3 separate regions of the Mus musculus genome follow, and regions 2 and 3 are each linked to region 1. Evidence: chromatin contacts called from public HiChIP or PLAC-seq data. All regions are on one chromosome and are shown on one strand. The core of a region is the stretch at or near the end of the contact, and the rest is flanking DNA. Distances in the headings are between cores, read along the strand shown.

Evidence for each region. HiChIP or PLAC-seq counts read pairs in DNA pulled down with a chosen protein or histone mark.
Region 2: an H3K4me3 HiChIP or PLAC-seq map of craniofacial prominence shows a contact between it and region 1, with 5 times the contacts expected there. The contact joins two enhancer-like sites. A contact is called at or near these places in 2 of 484 Hi-C or Micro-C datasets (Sertoli cells and bone marrow-derived macrophages) and 7 of 115 datasets of contacts at active chromatin or transcription factors (astrocytes, bone marrow-derived macrophages, craniofacial prominence and 4 more).
Region 3: an H3K4me3 HiChIP or PLAC-seq map of bone marrow-derived macrophages shows a contact between it and region 1, with 6 times the contacts expected there. The contact joins two enhancer-like sites. A contact is called at or near these places in 3 of 484 Hi-C or Micro-C datasets (CD4 T cells, bone marrow-derived macrophages and embryonic stem cells) and 8 of 115 datasets of contacts at active chromatin or transcription factors (acute myeloid leukemia, bone marrow-derived macrophages, embryonic stem cells and 4 more).

Annotation. Positions count from the first base shown.
Region 1 is chr3:65,972,824-65,976,271 of GRCm38.p6, reverse strand. No RefSeq gene overlaps it. Among named protein-coding and RNA genes, the nearest start is that of Ccnl1, 16 kb to the right of the region's middle. Within about 2 kb of position 1,706, at least 437 of the 459 cell types and tissues checked have an H3K27ac peak or open chromatin away from gene starts, as enhancers often do. A contact at or near this core is called in Sertoli cells, acute myeloid leukemia, astrocytes and 3 more, where this site is marked.
Region 2 is chr3:65,441,151-65,444,559 of GRCm38.p6, reverse strand. No RefSeq gene overlaps it. Among named protein-coding and RNA genes, the nearest start is that of Gm34576, 6.6 kb to the left of the region's middle. Within about 2 kb of position 2,094, at least 175 of the 459 cell types and tissues checked have an H3K27ac peak or open chromatin away from gene starts, as enhancers often do. A contact at or near this core is called in Sertoli cells, astrocytes, bone marrow-derived macrophages and 2 more, where this site is marked.
Region 3 is chr3:65,318,023-65,321,854 of GRCm38.p6, reverse strand. It overlaps Kcnab1 (potassium voltage-gated channel, shaker-related subfamily, beta member 1), which reads right to left. Exons shown (of 14, transcript NM_010597.5): 8 at 2,350-2,436. Among named protein-coding and RNA genes, the nearest start is that of A330015K06Rik, 17 kb to the right of the region's middle. Within about 2 kb of position 2,389, at least 40 of the 459 cell types and tissues checked have an H3K27ac peak or open chromatin away from gene starts, as enhancers often do. A contact at or near this core is called in acute myeloid leukemia and bone marrow-derived macrophages, where this site is marked.

The DNA.
Region 1 (3,448 bases), core at 457-2,956:
CTCAAGGGAAACAGAAGCAATGGATCTAGGGGAGAGGGGAGACTGGGAGAAGCGGAGAGAGGGGAAACTGTTCTGTACAGTATAAGAGAATAATTTTTAAATGGCCTGTACTAGGCCAGAATACAACCAACTGAATATAAAAATGGAATCAGTTACATCAATTCCACATCTCCAAATCTAAACTGATCTTCCCAAGAGTCTGGAGCAAGTTCCTGACTGGTCGGTCTCAACAGGAACCAGTCAGTTCTCTCTATTCTAACACTAAAGGCGACCTGAAGTAAAATAATGTTAACCAATTAGGTTTGGGGGTTTTGTCTGCTTGTTTTTGTCAACTGTCAGAATTCCACTCCTGCCTTACAAGAACAGTCACTGTGAAATGTCTAATCGGTTTGCTCTTTCACGGGTCATCAGCACTCCATTCTTCATAAAACTAACTTATTCTGCCTCCGTCTATCAGAACACCCATTTTATAGATGAAATGTTGCCCAATTCTAGACTTATACACAAAACAACTATATGAAAATTCTTTGTCTTTTGACACCCTTATGAACATGTTTTCTTTAACCCTGCAATTTAGGTTTGTGGGGATTTAAAGGGCAGGATAAAAAGGACAGCTCAATCATCAGGAAAGCAGCCAAAGATCTGATAGTGTTGAAAACAAAACAAAGGAAGTGGCAATAGGGAGGGGAGTCGAGACAAAAGGGAATTTAGGAAGTGAACTAATAACAGTAGTAAAGAGAAAAAAGACAAAAGCAGGCAGAGCCTGGGTGGGGGTGGGGCACACTCAGACACCGCTTATTTAAAGGCGCCTTATTCAAGTTGGCCTGAAGGCGGTGGCTTTTGTTCACTTAAATTAGCCTTCTGGCCTTTTTAAGACAATTAACTATTCTCTAAAACTCAGCTGCTTTTCATGTCCAGCCTTTCAAGACGCAATACTTGGATAGGACAATCCAAAAGAAAATTAAAAATTACATTAATCTTTTCAAGCTAGGCTAAGGTGTCTTATCCCAGCCTTCTTACAGAAAGCCTCCACGCTCTCTCCAGTTTAGAGGGAAGGCATAAATACAGCTCAACGTTTCCAAATACATCTAATTGACCTATTTTCTTGTTGTTTCCTTTCAACGGAAGCCCCCAGCTTGGGAGGGGATTAATAATAGTTTCACACAAGAAATGGGTACATTTAAAGTTTGAAGAAACTCTAAAAACTGTTCAATTTAAGTGCTTGGAGGCCAAGGCACAGGAGAAGCAACTGGTCACTCAGCCCACCCCCGAGGCCCACGGCCAGACTGGATAAGGACTCGGCTATTGGCGTCACAGGAGGCTGGCGCTGCGGGGACCAGAAGAGGAGCAGCGTCAGCGCTCGCAGGGACAGAAGCCAGAGAGCGAGTTAGACACGCCCACAGGATGGGAGGAGGGCGCCGCGCGAGCGGGTGGGCGGGGCTAGATGACGGCTTCCGGTTTGTGCACTTCCGCTCCACCCGGTTCTCTCCCCCGCCCAGCGCGGCTCCCTGCTGGCTTTCCCAGAAACTGATCAGTGGACACTCCTCGGGGCTGGATGAGTCCCAACCCGAAACTTGTTAGTCCCAGCGTATGCTCTCTGGCGGAAAAGCCGCGGCTTTTCCTAGCTGGGGCAGGGGACACTAACGTCGCTTGTCTGCCGCTCTGCGGTACCACGTGGTCAGCGAGTTGGGTGGAGGTGGGGGGGAAGGAGTTGCCCTGCCTCCCCCAGTTCCCTGGGGCACAGTGCGGCTGTCCAGTCCTGATCTCTCCAGTGCCCTATTGAGTTGTGGTGACGAAGGTCTTACCAGGCTCCCGTAAACCTTGTTAATATCTTCGTAATGACCTGTTTACAAAATTCACTTGCCCCAGAACATTTACCAGCTTTCCTATCAAGAAGATAAAGAACATGTGATGTCATGGCCTTGGCATTTTGAATGTTCCCAAACGCTTTACTGGAGAGCAGAAACAGCTTTCTCTCCCACAGTCCACGTTGGGACTGAGTGTCCGCAAATCCCACACAACACACTAGAAAATAGCATGCTTTACCAATACTATAGGCTGACGTCTAGGTGTCGAGGTTTTAAGTTTAAAGCCGAGCCACGCTGACTACCTATAGTAAAATTGGCATTATAAACGAGTCACTACAGTACCTACAATTATATTTATTTATTTTTTTTTCTCTTTTCAAGACAGGGTGTTTCTATTTCTGGATGCTCTGGGGCTCTGTAGACCAGGGTGGCTGAAACTCAGAGATCTAGCATGCCTCTGTCTCCCAAGTGCTGGGATTTAAAGGCTTGAGCCATCACCACTCGACTGAAATCTTAAAATTTAGGTGTAAACTGTCCTTTTATCTAAATACAAAATAGTAATCCAGCCAGCACTCCACTGATCTCCGGGAACACTGTAACTAGAAACTTGGTTGCTTCTGAGAATCCAAAGATACACATGAAAACAGTGTGAACTACCAAAAGCAATTTTGTTCGTATTCCAATGTACTCATTTCTAAAGTAGCTGAAAAACTTAGGAATGTAAACACCTCTAAATTGTTTATTGACTGGTAGAAAAAAAAATCTTGTTTGTGATGGTTTGGAGGAGCAGTAGATGAGCAACATCTGTTTCTGAAGTATGTATGCCACTAGACAGAAACAAAATAGCCATCACCAATGCAGGACTTTTCTCTCCAGTGAGGTCAATGTTACAGTGTTTACAACTAAGTCCAACTAAAATTTCTTGCAAAGTACCCTCTGATGTGTTTTCAGGAAGTCTTTTCCTTTAGTTACAAAATGAGTATTGTTCAGTATGATGTCACAGTCCTTCCTAAGCTGCAATGTTAGCCTAGTTGCTGTCACAAAAAAGATTTTGGGGGGGGGGGGGGTGAGAATCAGGAAAAATATTTTAGAAACAGCCCATGTTACTACCCAAGTCAGTGACTGCCGTGTCAAAAGTAAATCTCTTATTTTGCAAAGTTAAAACTGAACAACCAAAATTTTTTTAATTAACCCTATTAACAGAATCTTTTAAAAATTTCTACATTCTCATTCCATACGCTCAACCAACGGAGGAAAGATGAAAGGAGTCAGCTTGTCAAATCTGTAATAAATAATTTACATGTAACATGGACTAATTAAGGAAGAGTAAAGAAGCCAGCTCCACTCCTTTCTTTGATGGACAGATCTCTAGATCAACACATACAGCAATTAAGCATATCTCTTAACTAGATCAGTTGTTTAGAGGCTTTGGGAATTTTTAGAAAAGATGGTCCTTGTAGGCTTCAAGGTAAGTGCAGGCCTTTGTAGAGGCTAGGTTATATTCTTAAAGCACTAGGTTGTGCTTTGAACCCAGGCTGGAGAGAATATTGATCTCACTCAGTGGTTCCTCAACCTTCCTAATGCTACAACCCTTTATTACATTCTTCATGTTGTGGTGACCCCCCCAACTATAAAATTAT
Region 2 (3,409 bases), core at 845-3,344, 530 kb after region 1:
ATGACTTTGAAATGAAGAGGGCTTTAATAAAAACAACAACAAAAACAGGAGGTGGTTTCCTGAGGCCACAGGGGGAGTCCTACCAGGTCTAGAGTCTGCCCTCAGCAGCCTGGATTGTGAGACAGTTAACAGGGACACAGAGCCAGAGAGAAAGAAAAATCAGCACCATTTATTTATTCATTGTGAGAAATAAGATCATTATATTCAGGTATTCACCTGGACTTCATATATTTTTAAAAATGCTTCTTTAATATTTATATAGCCTTTCTTTCAAGGAACTGGGAATACATTTAAATAATAAGTTGCCATGGCACCTTGGTAAACAGATTGTTGGGTTTAGAAGTGAAAAAATTTGGATGAGAAAAATAAAGGTACCCAAAATGGGCTTGTAAGGAAACATACCAGCTTTAACCTCATCTCTGCTTTCTTTTACCTCAAGCATAGAGGTTGACAGTCTATTGGGCAAGGCCATTATGGACTCTAGGGCCAGAGGCCTCTAGTGCACATATGTACCCTGCCACCACCACTGAACCTTGGGCAAGTTTCAATGCCCCCTCCATGCTTCAGCTGTGCCATTTTAGAATGGGCTAATAATAGTTAAATTAGCTGGAAGATGCAGAGTGACCTGAGCAACACTGTCATATAACAAGCAATTAAGAAATGCCAGCTGCTAGCATTGTCTTGGGCACTATAAATGATCACTTTCCTCATGCTCATAAAATTAGATCACGTTTAGGCATTACTAATTATTAAGGCTTCAGCTTAAAACTCCAGCATGAAACATTCCTTATGTTCCTGAGGGACAATGCATTTCCAGAGGAGAGTCAGAGTTGGTGATGCCACTTTTTTTTTTTTAATGGTTACAAGGAAGAGACTAGAGAAACGAAAGTAAGTTTTACCTAAAGCATTTCAACATATTAGAACACTTAAAATATGGATATTGTGTTAGAGGCACCAGTTTGCATCCTTGGCTTTGTAGCGTATACCATTTAGAAGCAGAGGATAGAAGACATTACAGAAGAAGCTGAAGTCCCTTCTGCAATGTTGCTAAGGGAAGTTAAGAGTCCATGGCTGGTAATTAAAATTAATTCGACGTATTGTGCATAAATTGGATCCTAATGAGAGGAGCAGTTGCAGTAAAATAATTAAAGAATGAAAATATTTTCTCAGAACAACAACAACAAACTAAAAAAAAAAAAAAAAGAAAGAAAGAAAGAAAGAAACCCCTCAAAGCCAAAGCCAGGGAGGCTGTCCATTCTCGGCTCATGTGTTTCTCTTCAGCTGCAGCTGGATAAAAAGGAAGCAGTGTGGAGGGCAGAGAGATGGAAAATCAAAACAAAACCTTTCATGTGGTTGGCTCAATCTGGGCAGGGCAAACAGGACACCTGTGAGTAACAGAGAAGGAAATCTTTGCAGACAGTGAAAGATAAGTCACCCGGCCGGGCACGGCAGCAAAACCAGCCTGGAAGTAAATGACAAGTGCCAGGGACCGGTGGCGACTTAAAGTCAGAGTACCTGCGGTGAATCAGAATCATAAGAATTAGATTCGGGAGAGACAAACTGTTTCTCAGTCACTTATGTCTTTAAGAGGATTCTTTTTTAAGAATGTGTTCAAGTTTACAATGTATTCAATTTCCCAAAGCGTAGGAGGTTTAGGGAGACTTCTGGTGAAGTTCAAAGACTAAGGAACTTAACTTCCCAGTGAGAGTTTATTTTAAATGTATCCATATTGGGTTTTTAAACTGTTTTTGAATTCTAACTTTAAAAATGAATGTTTAAAACAATTCTAGTTTCTAGCTGAGTAGCAGTGGCCCCTTTGCATCCAACAGAGCCCAGGATGGGTGTGCCCACCCAACCCTGATATCACAAGCTCTGGGGATTCCCTGTGGGCTCCCACTCGCCTTGGTACCTCTTCTTGGTGTGGGTAGTTTGGGGGGTGGGGTGGGTGATAGAACATTTTTTTAAAAATCTGTTTTTGTAAGTTTCAAGACAGAGAATGGAATCAGGTGGGAATATTGTAGAGTCTTCTAGCCAGTTCTGAAGCACTGATCTCTAACTCCGCCCACCGCTAAGCTGGTGCCAGTCACTTCCCACATTGCTGTGGAATTATAAGTATGCAGATTAATTCCCTCCCCTATGAACTTCTCCAGGGCAGGGGCCAAGCCTAGTCATTACTGCGTTTCCAGTTCATCACAATGAGTAACACAAAGTTGGTGTCTAATAAATATTTATTGCATAAATAAAAGCTCAGAGGGCTGGGCTGTTCCTCACCTCTAAAATGAGAAATACTCTGTTATTTTATAAGACATAACTTGATTCTCCAGATAACATCTCTCTTTGCCATGTGCCTTATTCATTCTTTCGACCCTTTGGCTCAGGGGATCTTCGGCTCTAACCACTAGCAACCTGGACAGAAGACTGGCCTAGCAAACTGGACCACCACGGGTGCCTCTCTAAGCACTTGAAATGAGTCTCCCAGGGACTGAGCCAAGAGTCTACCAACTAAAGACCAGCTGCAGAGTTTGGGAAGTGGAGTGGACACAGCGGATTTGTCGCTTGCACATCTGAGGCATGTGAAGTCTTTAAATGAGGGTACACCCAGCTCCCACAAACCCAACGAGCCAAGCTGGGTGAGCCAGCTGCTTTCACTTTGCTGAGAGGAAACTGCTTCTCAGTGTTCCAGTGTAGTTACTTGGCCAGATTTTCCCCGGGATGGTAATGAGGACAGTGAATGTTGGCTGTTCACAAACCCTACTTATAAATGAGCGATTCTAAACTCTAGCCCCCAGGGCCAGACAGGCTGAGTGAAGCCTGCTGGGGAAGTCGGCAGGGATGGCTGTCCTCAGGGGCTAGAAACTGCAGCTCAAGCAGGAATCTGTGCCCAGTGTTGCCAGGCCTGATTTTTCAAGGGATGCCAGATACGCAGATTATATGGGCATTTCCCCGATTAAGCAAAACAAAACAGATCCAACTGAGCAGGCAGATGGAACCCTAAACTGCTAGGTATTTTTGAAATCTGCAGTTCAACCAGGTGAAGGAGCCTGTTACCCTGTGACTGGCAACAGAAGATTCCTAATCTTCTTTATTTATTTTGTTGGTTTTGTTTTTTGTTTGTTTGTTTTGGCTTTATGATTAACTAGAAACTTTGAAATTTTTACAAAAACAAGGACCATATAAAGGTGAAGTAGTTAGCGCACATGTGGAAGTGAACTAGTAGTATTTGCATTTTAATTGCATTTTAATTCCCTTATAGGCAGCTTGAATCTGTTATAAATGCTAACATCTGTATACATATGACTATGAGTTTATGTACAGAAACACGCATGAATGTTTATTTTTAAGTCACTGATCATTGGTATCTACTTTAAGAATATATTGTTGTGCCAGATTGGGTTTGAGTTTTGTATTT
Region 3 (3,832 bases), core at 1,140-3,639, 660 kb after region 1:
GTGAATGGTATTAGAGATTGTTTCTGCTATTATTTGAAGATATTGGCTGGGTGAATACCTGAAGATGTTTTTGTCATTTTGTCTGGAAGAGCCGAATAAGGGCTGTAGAGTTACACTGACTAGCGGTTACCGAAAGGTTCCAAGGGTAGTTCTGGTAATATTCAGCCTGTCTCCTAGGCATTTAGGAGCACTAGTCATCCTCCCAGGTAAACCGCAATGTGCCCGTATAACTTTGACTTATGTGCAGGCATGCAGGATTCACATTCATTGCCAGCCTGAATCTTAACACAGAGTCTAGAAACAACTCAGGTATATCCCCAATCCCTGCACTTTGAGGAAGTCATCTTGTCTCTGTACTTCACTTTTTTCTTTCGATATTCCAGCCCTTGCCTTGTTAGAGTAAAGCAGGAAAGACTGTACAATCTGTGCGTCCATAACCAGAATCGGACTCTGGTATTTCTATTTGATCTATAAATAAGTGATTATAAATTATAGGCAATTATGGAATATAACTTTATCAGAAAGCTAGAATAAGCTACACGGAAACCATTTGGGGTGAGTCTTCCTGAGAACAGCCTGGAGCGCCTGTTCACTAGACCCAAGGCAGAGGAAACTTCAGGGTTGGTAGTCTGCTGGGGGTGGTGTCTGGCTGGCAGCAGGGAGAGGTGGAGGGACTGCATTCCAGTACAAGGTGGTAATCTCTGCTAAGGGAGCTACAGAGGCCTATGCTTTGTGACTTACTCAGTAGGTGGGAAATACCCATTGTTTAACACTCTTCGTACAATGACTAAGTATGATATAGCTTCCCACTTTACCTTGTAGAACTTTATTTGAAAATCTTAGGGAAAAACGTAATTTTCTCCAATTTCAGGAGAGGTTAGATAATGCTACATTACAGACTCTATCAGGGAATAGCAGTCTGTTCTTTAAAAAAAAAATACTTGGAAATTTCTTAACTAAATTTCAACATACCATTGGTATTTATACAAGAGACACTTAACCTGTTAGCATCACATGGCTGGAGAATTTCCTTCTTTTACCCACATACTGTATCCTTTTCACTTGAGAGGCCCTTATAATATGGTTTTCTTTTTATAGCTATACTGCAGCTTATATTTCCTGATTGAGGGGCTACAATATATCCCTAAAATTAAAGGTAAAGTAGGATGCAGGATAGGTAGGAGGACAAACTCAGCTGTTGTCTATATGTACATGGTGTAACTGTAACAGACACCATTCCAAAGAGGAAAAGAGCCACCAGGTACTTAAAATGGAGAAACAATTAGCCTTTTAAAATCCAATATTTTATTTGGTAGTTTTGCTGACTAAATGGCTTTAGTGCTCTGTTTGAATGTATCTTTGTGAATTGTGTGACAGCATGCTATTATTGAAATAAGTATCTCTAATACTATTTATGATCTGCATATCAAACAGCCTTTGTTTTGACAGATACACACACACATATATATGATATGTAAACACAGATAATAATGTGTATATAAATATATGTATATACACATAGTTTCTCTGTATTTGGGAAAGATAAATGGCAATACAAATAGTCTCCATAACATATGTTTGAAATGAATGACGATCTACAAAATGCAACTTAGAAAATTCCTATGAACTTGAATCATTCATATTCTCCTTAATTTCCATAATCTAACAGTAAGAACAAATCTTCACAGAACAAATCTTATTTCTCAGTCATCCCAGGTAAGATTGACAAATGGATACAATTGAAAATGTGGCTTTTTGAGTATTCTAAAGGCTTTCACAGGGGACAAGCTGTGGTTTTCTGACAGGGGGGACAGGAGCACAGCTTGCAGAGAACCAAACCCAAACTGCAAAGAAGAGCCTTATTAAGTAGGTCTGCCTGTCCAATGCCTGCTCACTCACAGCATGTCTCAGCATTTATCAGGCAGGATTGCAAACTAATCAGACTTAGCATCATTATAGAAAAGGAAGCTCTGTAGAGGAGCCTCAGAAACAGTGGTTGGATTATCTGAGTAACGTAATCGTTTCAGTTGATGAAATCATAAAAGTGAAGTGAATCTGGAAGAAATGAGTATTTTGCAACCAAGAAAGGAAACTGAAAATAAAGGTAAAGAAGGAAGTTAGAAGGAGGAAGAGGAGGAGGAGTGGGGCGGGGAGGAAAATAAACCTACGTAGTAGTCTCTTGGCTTTTGGGGTCAATACAGAAGCTAAAGGACATTGGAAAGGTTTTATTTTTTTAAATTCTAGCTTAACAATCTGAACATACTTCATTACTTACTGTAGTAGAAACAGTCTTCAGGCTAGGTCCAGCAATTCTGTAGCCTCTTTTTCTTATTAGATTCTTTTACTCACCTTCCATGGGAGTGTTGCTGTCTGGGCGATTTGCAAAGACCACATCCACGTATTCCAGTTGCAGCCTCTGGAGGGAGCCTTTCAGTCCTAGCAGCAGAAGCAGAAAACAGAATATAACCAAAGGCCCAAGAAGTCCAAATAGGACCACACTTAGAAAGTGCTTGAGTTTGATTTCTTTCAAGAATTTACTTAAAAACAAACACTGAGTTAATTACAAGAGTCCTCTTGAACAGGGCACAGCAAGACGATAGCAGCAATTGCTTACCTTCAGAAACATCAGTTGGAGTTATTTCCATATGACTAACCTTCACAAGAGTTAAACCAGAAGAAAGATGATAGTGTCTGGGTTTTAGTATAATAATGGAAAATGATGTTTGAGCAAGCCGGAGGGAAACCCTCCAAATCCAAGAATCAAACAGCCTAGAGAACCACAGAGGCTCTCACCATTCCCAGTGCTCCTAATACAGTTCTTTATGCTATGGTGACCCACAACCATAAGATTATTTTTTCACTGTTATAAATTGTAACCTAAATATCTGTGTTTTCCGATGGCCTTAGGCGACCCCTGTAAAAGGGTCACTTGGATCAAAGGTTGAGAGCAAATGGCCTAGAGAGAGACACTTTTTGGGAGGGGAGGGAGACTTGAACCAACCTCTCACTAGGGTGAAATTCAGTACTGAGTAGACTCCTCCACCCTGCCCTTGCTCCCAGGCTAATCTTCACAGAGAGTCTCTGGATCCACCCCAGAGCTAGGCAAGCATCTCTGACATTGGTGAGCTGGACCCGGGTTCTCACTTACACAATTGCTAACTCAGCCAGTATACCAGTTCTAAAGGTTGTAGCATCAGGTATGACACTACTTAACACCAATCTTGTTAGCCAAGGGATTACCTCCACTATTCACCTTCAATCTCAGGCAGCAAGTTCAAAGACATTTTATTTGCAAGTAACGTATGATGGAAAGAGGTATAGAACTTTTACTTGAAACTCAGTGCTGGGGCTGTAGATTCTTCCCATGAACAACACCCATGCAGAAAAGCCTGGATGTCACATAAAATTCCAGTTTGCATTGCCTGTACCTGGCTGCAGTGGTGTCCAGCCAAAGGGACGACATCACCAGACAGGCCATGGAAACATAGTTACACTGGACTCAGGAACCTAAGGGCTCCAGAGAGGCACCCAAACCTGGCCTTTTGAGCTGCATCCCTTGTGGTAAGGCTCAGGGCTGCTTAGAACCCTGTTGTTCCTGACTGCAGGCTAGTGATTGTAGATGAGGTGTTCGGTCCTGAGATTGGATCACCTTATCTAGGCAGTCCCCTAATCTACCACATACAGCGGTACCAATTGCAACAAACCTAAGCTAGGGATAGCAGAATAGCAGCACTAGTTTTGAATTTACTGGGACTAGCGCCCTCTAGTGTTGCAACCGTGGGCAATAAATACAGGCTCCAGAACGACCTTCTTAGAATTCCCAGGCCAGGCA